3 separate regions of the Sus scrofa genome follow, and all the other regions are linked to region 3. The links are chromatin contacts, called in public Hi-C maps. All regions are on one chromosome and are shown on one strand. The core of a region is the stretch at or near the end of the contact, and the rest is flanking DNA. Distances in the headings are between cores, read along the strand shown. Region 1 holds the start of IRF9 (interferon regulatory factor 9). Region 2 holds the start of CARMIL3 (capping protein, Arp2/3 and myosin-I linker protein 3). Region 3 holds the start of DCAF11 (DDB1- and CUL4-associated factor 11).

Region 1 (2,826 bases), core at 224-2,723, 41 kb after region 3:
AAAAAAAAAAAAAAAAAAGGTGGTCTGCATGATGGCATCTCTGTGTTCCCTCCCTGGAGGCTGCCTCCCATGCCTCTGTCATATCCCAGCTCTCTTGGGGCTTTGTGGTCCATGGCCTTCCTCCCCCTGACAGAGTCCCTTCCTTCCCTTACCCCTAGGTGGCTGCCGAGTGATGGAGCAGAAGGAGGTGCCCAATGGCTTCCGGGACGAAGCCTGTGGCAAGGAGACTCCTGCTGGCTATGCTGGCCTCTGCCAGTGAGTGGCAGGCAGGGCATGAAGCATGGCAGTGGGGGGGAGACAGAGGGACTGGGTCTCTGGGATCAGTAGGTCCTGCAAGGAGTGGGAGATGGGGCCCTTCCAGGCAAGAGGCAAAGAGAGGTAGTAGCAGGCAGTGGGCGCAGGTTGGCAAGCGCCTACCGAGCCACGGGTGAGGGGTGTCGGTCTTGTTCATCCGAGGATCAGCCAAACAGAAGAACAAATATTTCGCTCTATCATCTCCCCAGGGCACACTACAAAGAATATCTTGTGAGCCTCATCAATGCCCACTCTCTGGACCCAGCCACCCTGTATGAGGTGGAGGAGCTGGAGACAGCTGCCGAGCGCTACCTGCACATGCACCCCCAGCCGCTGCCTGGGGAGGATCCCCCAACCTATCACGCACGCTTATTGCAGGTAAAGCCTTCCCCCGGCCTGGCCCCTGAGCCCACTCCCTAGAAATCCCCTGTCCTGCCTGTGTCTGAGCCCTGTGCTTCGTTTCATCATCTTCTCTCTCCTTCTGCAGAAGCTGATAGAAGAGGTGCCCTTGGGACAGAGTATCCCCCGCAGGAGGAAGTAGCTGAGGGCGAGGGTCCCTTGGTCCGACTTCCTCAGGAGCAGCTCCAGCACTAATAAAGAGGCATTTCCTTGCCCAGGCTTCTTGGTGGTCCTTCTTCCTGACCCCACCATCTGGGGGCACCAGGGAAGGGGGGGTGGTGAACAGAGCTTTGCCAAAAGGGCTCCCTCAGCCCGCTGACCAGCCCACTCTGGACTCAGGCCAAGAAGGAACTGGCCTCGCGGCTGGCCAGGGGAGGCCCTCCGCATCCAGCCCCCTGGCCTGAGCTTCTCTTTCCCTGCCTCCTTGCTTTCACCAAATCCAGCTGATGTGTGGGCTCACCTAGTAGGTAGCAAGCAGGCACTGTAGGGGAAGGCAGATGCCCAAGTAGTACAGAGCTAACCAGCGGCCCCAGGCCAGACTCCAGGATACTGCAGCCTCCCTGGGGAAGCAGCTGTGTCACAGAGATGGTGGGATCCGAGCAAGAAGTGTCCTGAGGGAGGAAAGGGAATGAGGCCCAGCGGGCCAACCATAAGCATCTCAGCTGCTGCTTCCCCCTAGTGGCAACCAGTTGCCCTGCAACTCGGAGACCACGTGATTTCGGGGAAACGGACCTCCCTGAAGGAGAACTGAAACTTAGGGTGGGGACTGTAGAAAGGGGCGGAGAAATCCAGAAGCTGCCTAGCCGGGAGCTGAGCTGTGGTCGGCTGAGCCCTGGGACAGCCTGCACAGCAGCTCAGGTAAGATTAACCAAAAACGGCTGTCAGCCTGGGTCAAGGTCGGGGAAGCCCTGCGGGAGGTGGTGGGTGGGGGCTCCTAGGGACCCCCCTGCTAGACAGAGGAATACCAGAAGGCTTGTGAACCAGGGAGCTGGAAGTTTGGCTTGAGTGAAAGACTGGTCAGGGGCCGGTGTCCCACACCTTATCTGTTGGCAAAGGACAGGAGGACCTACTACCGGGTTCTTGAGGGAAGAAGGCATTGCCCCATCCCCGATTGTTTTGCTGCCTTCTGGCCCTGCCCACTTCCGCCCCAGCTCTGCCCCCTCTCTCTGCCCCACCTACCCCTGGGACAAGCAGGGGGGAGGGTTAGGGGGCATCAAAGGATAAGTTGTGGGGATGGTGGGTGAAGAGGGTTGATGAGGCATCTCAAGCAGCTGCTGTATCTGCAAATGCTTGGGGGTGTCAAGCTCTCTCACTGGGAGCAGGACACCAGGGCATTTTCCTTCCAAACAATAGATTCCTAAAAAGTCTTAAGACCAATTCCTGTTGCCTTCCAGATGCTACATCTTGGTAGTTTGCCTGTTTGTTTGTCTTTTTGCCTTTTCTAAGGCCGTTTCCGAGGCTCATGGAGGTTCCCAGGCTAGGGGTCTAATCAGAGCTGTATCCACCGGCCACAGCCAGAGCCACAGCAGCGTGGGATCCGAGCTGCGTCTGCGACCTACACCACAGCTCACGGCAACGCTGGATCCTTAACTCACTGAGCAAGGCCAGGGATCGAACCTGCAACCTCATGGTTCCTAGTCGGATTTGTTAACCACTGCGCCACAACAGGAACTCCAGATGCTACATCTTGGGATGTTAAAGTATTTCCGGTGATTGCTAGTGATGACAGAAACAAAACAATTCAGCCTCAGAATTCTGAGATATGTCCAGAGACAAAAGACAGAGGGGGTCTCTGGCAGCCCTTTGCCAGAATCCAGTCCCTCTGGCGAGGATCTCACTCTTCCCAAAATGTCCAGTGACAGCTTCCCACTGATCTTATCCCCAGGATGGCTTCAGGCAGGGCTCGCTGCACCCGAAAGCTCCGGAACTGGGTGGTGGAGCAAGTGGAGAGCGGGCAGTTCCCAGGAGTGTGCTGGGACGACGACGCCAAGACCATGTTCCGGATTCCCTGGAAGCATGCGGGCAAGCAGGATTTCCGGGAGGATCAGGATGCAGCCTTCTTCAAGGTGAAGGGCCTGGAAACCGGCCCCTCAGAGGGAGGGACGGAGTATATACACTGGCGCTCTCCCCCTC
Region 2 (2,809 bases), core at 79-2,578, 60 kb before region 3:
TGTTTGATTTTTACTCCCTTTCTGTTTCTTCTCCTCCCCAGGTTAGGCAATCCAGAGGACTGTGCGGGCATCGTGTCTTTCCTATGCTCTGAAGATGCCAGCTACATCACTGGGGAGACAGTGGTAGTGGGTGGAGGGACCGCATCCCGCCTCTGAGGACCTGGAGAGCATCCACCAGGGCAGAGATTGGGCTCCAGCTCCTGTTCCAGCATTCATCAACTGGTTTCCCACCTCTGCCTAGCATTCTGCTCACAATACACCATAACCCCTACCCACCCCCCCCAAATCAGTTCTGCCCTGTGAAAAGAGCCAGCGTCCTTGTCCTCTGCTGTCAAGCTGTGGTCTAATGAGGATTTTCCCTGTTGCTGTAGCCTTCAATAAAGACCTCCCCTGAGAGCACAAGGTAGACCTGCTCAGAGGGCTGAGTCTACCTTAGCAAAGATCAACTAATTTTTTTTTTTTTTTTTTTTTTTTCTGGGCATCAGGGTAATTTGAGGGATATGGGAGAAGGAAACCTGGATTGGAGGGAACAGGGTTAGAAATCAACGACGTGCAAATCTAGTGCAAAGAAAATGCAAATGATCACAGTGGTTTGAATCAATGTTCATTTTTCAGCGTAGGGTGCATAGGTGTGTTAGCCAAGCAGAGAGCCTAAATTTGAGTGGACGGGATGCCCTTAAGGTTCTCCTGGATCCCAAGTCTGCATCCCCTTAGCCTTCCTCCCTGTCTCCAGGACCTGAGCGTAAGGCTCCGGGATGGGGATGGAGGTGTTTGCAGAGCTGCCAGCAGGGAGGAGGTGGCGCGGGAATTCCCAGGTGCTACTCTCGGCCGCACACCCGCGGGGACGGTGCCAAGGACGCCGCAGGGATCCCCAAGGCTGGGCAAGCGGGAAAAGAAGGATAAACTGCTCTAGATCCGGCCAGGTCCTCTCCCAACATTGCCCTCAGCCGCGAGTTCCTTCCTTCGCGGTTCAGCAAGGACAACCTGGACGGGTCCCGAGCAAGAAATGAAAAGGGAGGAGCCTTGCAAGAATGACCCGGCAAGGGGTACACAGAGCTACAAACAAAAGAAATGGGTTCTGCTCACAGTGCCCGAGGAGTGGGGTGACACGAAAAGTGGGGACCCTGCCCCCCGCCTGGGAGATGACCCGGGCTCCAGGAGACAAGCACAGGGCGTCGCACGCGGGGGCCGGCGGGAGGGGTGGGCGCGAGCGCGCGCGGGGTCTCACGCGGCTCCGAGGCGCGGCGCGCATGCTCAGTCTGGCACCTCTCCGGGAGGGGCGGGAGACCCGGCGCTCCGAGGCGGGGGGAGGAGCGCTCGCGCAGCCGCCCCTGACAGGAGCGGGCTCCGCGGCTGCTGCAGCGCTCAGCGCCGGGGCCCTGCCGGAGCCGGGTCTAGCATGTGCCGCGGCTCCCCGGCGGCGGCAGCGGCGGCAGCGGCTCCTCTGCAGCAACACCGGCAGCAACGGCCGCCATGGCCAAGTCCAGCGCGGAGCTCACCCGCGAGCTGCAAGGTACGAGGCTGCGGTGGTCTCCGGGACGCCCCGTCCGGGAGCCTCCCAGACCCAGTGCGTTCCTCTCCGCGGTACACCCCGGTGCCTCCCGCCCCTCATGCATCCCCATTCCAAGGCACCCCCCTGCCCCTGCATCCCAGCTCGGGGTATCGCTGTCCCCAGAGCATCCTCCGCTGGCCCCCTCTTCTCACCCTGTCAGGACCTTCCTGTCCCAGAGCCTCCCGTCCCGATCTTCAGTGACAGATGCAGTCCCTTTACGCTCCCTGGGGCTGACTCTCAGCAATCCTGGCCCAACCCTCGGCGAAGCATCCAGTCTCTCCTCCAGAGAGTCCCCGTTTCCCCGCCGGGCGGGGCCAGGCCCGCCCCGCCGGGTGATGGGAGCTGCCCCAGGTCCTGACCGCCTCTGGGCTCAACACCCTTCCTCCTCTGGGCCCCGCCCCGGAACTGGCTCCGGAGAGCCCCATGGCAGCCCGTCTCTGCACCCCGGCCAGTGGGGCAAAGAAGGGAGTCAGGAAAGAGGGCCCGAATTGGAGCAAAAACCAAGAGGAGGGTCTCTGCAGCTCTCCTACCACGGCCCCGGTCCCAGCCTGCCCTCTTCTCTCTACCCCCCTCACCCAACACCTCAAGGCCTCTCCTGCCTTGCAGCAGTTCTTAGACTTGGTCCAAACCAAGGGCCGATCCCCTAGCTCTGCCACAACCCTGACCCCCAGAGGCGGGAGCACAGGCTAGCCCACGCAGAGACCAGGACGCTCAAGGATACTCAGAGGCATGCTCTGCACCGTTTCAATTTCCCACACCTCCACACACACACAAGCACAATCTTGAGATGTGTGTACACACATCTTTGCAGAAACAGCACACACACACACATGCACATACATACTGGGATATCTGGATGGTTTCGCCAGCAGATGGGTTTGGGACTCATTTAAACACTCCTTCCTACCTCCCTACCCCCTACTCAGAACTGGCTGGCTCTATGCCCCTTTCACAACTGCAAGCACAGCATACTCATTCACACTTAGCCATGCCCACCAATACCACACACGGGCTCCCTGGCATCTTCTTTACATGCATAGTAAAAGGCAGACACTCACACCCAGACCACCTAAAATATAGTCAAAGGGACACCCCCACACTCCCCACACTGACTCACTGTGGATGTGTCCACAGCTGCTGGACTACACGGGTCAGAAAAATCCTTCACATTCTCTCACAGTGTCACTCAGCTACTGTCCCCCCTCGGTTTTCTCCACACCCTCCAGCCTCTCTAATAAAAAAGAAAAGTCACCCAAG
Region 3 (2,700 bases), core at 176-2,675:
ATTTGCACAATTTCCCAAGGCATGAAAATAGAAGACTACGTCATTTTTAATGGCTACCTGGTATTTCTGTGTCTACCATATGAACCATAATTTATTTAACCTGTAGCAGTGCGTTTGGATCTTTTGTTTCCAGTGTCTTACTACGGTCAATAATTGCTCTGTGGGGAGTTCCCTGTCATGGCGCAGCGGAAACTAATCCAACTAGAATCCAGGAGGACGCCTGTTAGATCCCTGGCCTCACTCAGTGGGGTAAAGGATCCGGCGTTGCTGTGACTGTGGTGTAGGCCGGCAGCTGTAGCTCCAATTTAACCCCTGGCCTGGGAACCTTCATATGTCGGGGGGGGGGGGCGGCCCAAAGAGCAGAAGAAAAAAAAAAAAGAATTTCAAAGTGTGATAACAGAACATTAAACCAAGCGTGGGTTCTGTACAGGTCGCACACCCATGAAGCTGGCCCTGGTGACCAGAGATAATAAGCTAGCTCTGATCTAGCGATCTAGAAACCAAGGGGTATCACCAGAAGGATAACCACACCCTCGCCTACCCAGGGAGAGTGAGCCCCAGGAGAGCCCAAATTAAAGCCCGCCTCCCTCATCCCTCCTGCCCTCAGGAGGCTCTGGGCAGCACTTTTAATTAAGCGTCCCGGCTGGGGGCACTGAGAGGCAGCTTGGACCCCGGGCCTAGGCGCCCAGCACGGTCAATCGACCCACAACCCCCCAGCCTGGGCGAGGATCCCTAGGTACACAAGTCTCGTCCTTGAACTCTGCCGAGTTACTCATAAACCCGGAGGAAGGGGTAGGAGGGGGTAGGAGGCGCCGCGCGTGCACACCCTGGTCCTGCGCAGAGGCGCCCCAAGGACAGAGGGTCTAAGGAAAGTCTTCGAATCCTCCCAGGGTTAGGGTTAGGGTTAGAATCAGAGGCGAACTGACCATAATGAAAGGTCAGTGAGGACCCGCGGATGCACTAGGGAGCGTCTACAAAGACTGCGAAGCCAGGGGTCATCTAAAAAGTTGCCTGAGTGACTAACGGAAGGTCTAGAAAGGGCGGTCCCCAAGAGAACAAGGCTTCCGGAAGCTACGCCCGGAAGGGAGGGTGTGAAGGCCTAGGTGCATCTGTGACGCGAACGCATTCCCAAAAGAGCCGCGCACCGCTTAGGACCGGACCGGCTGAAGCTGCAGCCTGAGAAAAAAAGCAGTGCTAGAGAGCGAAGTGGGGGCGGGGGAGGGGGTCGTGCCTAGGGGAGGAAAGAGAGGCCCCTTAGAGATCCTCTGAAAAGTGCGAAGCTAAATGTTGTTAAGGGACTGACAGCAAATTATTTCCCTTGTTAAGACACCTCTGGGCAGCGAATCACAAACTTCTTTTGTAAGCCCCGCCCCTCGCCCATGAGGTCTAGTTCCGTTGTTTCTGATTCAAGAAGCAGCCAGTTCCGCACTTAACGCCTCCCAACCAGAAGCGACCGCTCCTCCTGGATCGCGCGCTTTCCCCTCCCCTAGCACTCATCACACACTTTCTCCCGCCCATCTGTCAATCACCGCTCTCAGCTGTCCAGTGAGCGGGCCAAGGGGGCGGGGCCGTCAGGGGCGTCGCGTGACGTTGCAGTCCGCCGGCGGCAGAGCCTGGAGATGCGTGACGAAGGAAGCGCGTGACGAAGGAGCTGTTGGCCGACGCCGGAGGGCAGTCGGTGTAAACAAGGCCTTGCGCCGCTGCGGGTCCTGAGACCTCTCCTGGCTGGTGGGTGGTCTCTCGCAGGCCTACCCCCCTTAGCTTACACATCCCTGGCACACCACGTGGGCGTGAGGCGAGGAAGGAGGGGGTTAAGTGGAGTTTTAACTTCATTGGTTGTCGCTGCCGCCGGCTTTTGGGAGGGAGTGTGCTGATTGGCCGGTAAGGGGGGCGTCGGGGGGTCCTAAGGCTTCTGATTGGTTAGATGGGATAAGCTAATGAGGCGCTTTCTTCTGCGAGGGTTTTTGATTGGTCGGCCTGAGAGGTTACCTGGGAATCCACCCCACCCTCAGGGACTTTGATAGGTGAGTTTGAGGTAGAAAACTGAGAAATTCCTCTTCAAAGGATTCTTACTGGTGAGCTAAGGTCACGCCCTAGACTTCACTCTGTTTTTTTTTGCTTCACAGGATTGGGAAAGGTTTGTGTTCCCGAAGCTTTGGGAGTTGTTACAGGCCAAGGAGAAGGGTTCTCAGTCCCTAAGAAGTGTAGCCTTCCTAGTTATAGCTACCGCCGTACCTCAGGAGACCCTGGTATTTCTAGAGCAGGGTTTGCTTTCATCAAACCCAAGGAGGTGACAGGAGGAGTCCCTGCACAGGACTTAAGGATGCTGTGACCAGAAGATGGGATCACGGAACAGCAGCAGTGCAGGAACTGGGTCCGGAGACCCCTCCGAGGGCTTGCCCCGAAGAGGGGCTGGCCTGCGTCGGAGTGAGGAAGAGGAAGAGGAGGATGAAGATGTGGATCTGGCCCAGGTACTGGCCTATCTCCTACGCAGGTAACTTACCCTCTGGTGTGTCCCCACCAGGCGCCACCACAGTCCCTTGATCCCAGCTCCAATCAGGGAAGTTACAGATAATAGGAAGTGGGATTATCCCAGGACTACCTTTCTGTTTGAGCAGAACATCCCTCCCTGCTGGACACTCAGGGCACTCAGCTTCATACCCAGTAAGAGTGGGTTTTGCCTAGGGAGGGTCAGCTAGA

What was found. A called contact is a pair of places that touch in the nucleus more often than the background predicts.
Region 1: a Hi-C map of liver shows a contact between it and region 3, with 3 times the contacts expected there. The contact joins the promoter of IRF9 here to the promoter of DCAF11 in region 3. A contact is called at or near these places in 6 of 47 Hi-C or Micro-C datasets (epiblast stem cells, fetal heart ventricle, heart right ventricle and 2 more) and 2 of 2 datasets of contacts at active chromatin or transcription factors (alveolar macrophages and skeletal muscle).
Region 2: a contact with region 3 is called in a Hi-C map of embryonic fibroblasts, with 7 times the contacts expected there. The contact joins the promoter of CARMIL3 here to the promoter of DCAF11 in region 3. A contact is called at or near these places in 4 of 5 promoter capture datasets (fetal liver, fetal skeletal muscle and liver), 31 of 47 Hi-C or Micro-C datasets (adipose tissue, alveolar macrophages, blood and 15 more) and 2 of 2 datasets of contacts at active chromatin or transcription factors (alveolar macrophages and skeletal muscle).

The regions. Positions count from the first base shown.
Region 1 is chr7:75,138,288-75,141,113 of Sscrofa11.1, reverse strand. It overlaps IRF9 (interferon regulatory factor 9), which reads left to right and starts at 1,473. Exons shown (of 9, transcript NM_001078670.1): 1 at 1,473-1,551; 2 at 2,579-2,759. The coding sequence starts at 2,580.
Region 2 is chr7:75,239,762-75,242,570 of Sscrofa11.1, reverse strand. CARMIL3 (capping protein, Arp2/3 and myosin-I linker protein 3) reads left to right here and starts at 1,328. Exons shown (of 41, transcript XM_021099222.1): 1 at 1,328-1,513. The coding sequence starts at 1,474. DHRS4 (dehydrogenase/reductase (SDR family) member 4) reads left to right here. Exons shown (of 8, transcript NM_214019.2): 8 at 42-450. The coding sequence ends at 156. LOC106504467 (a long non-coding RNA gene) reads right to left here. Exons shown (of 2, transcript XR_001297957.2): 1 at 1,705-2,809; 2 at 592-1,506.
Region 3 is chr7:75,179,862-75,182,561 of Sscrofa11.1, reverse strand. It overlaps DCAF11 (DDB1- and CUL4-associated factor 11), which reads left to right and starts at 1,425. Exons shown (of 15, transcript XM_001928359.5): 1 at 1,425-2,024; 2 at 2,127-2,494. The coding sequence starts at 2,340.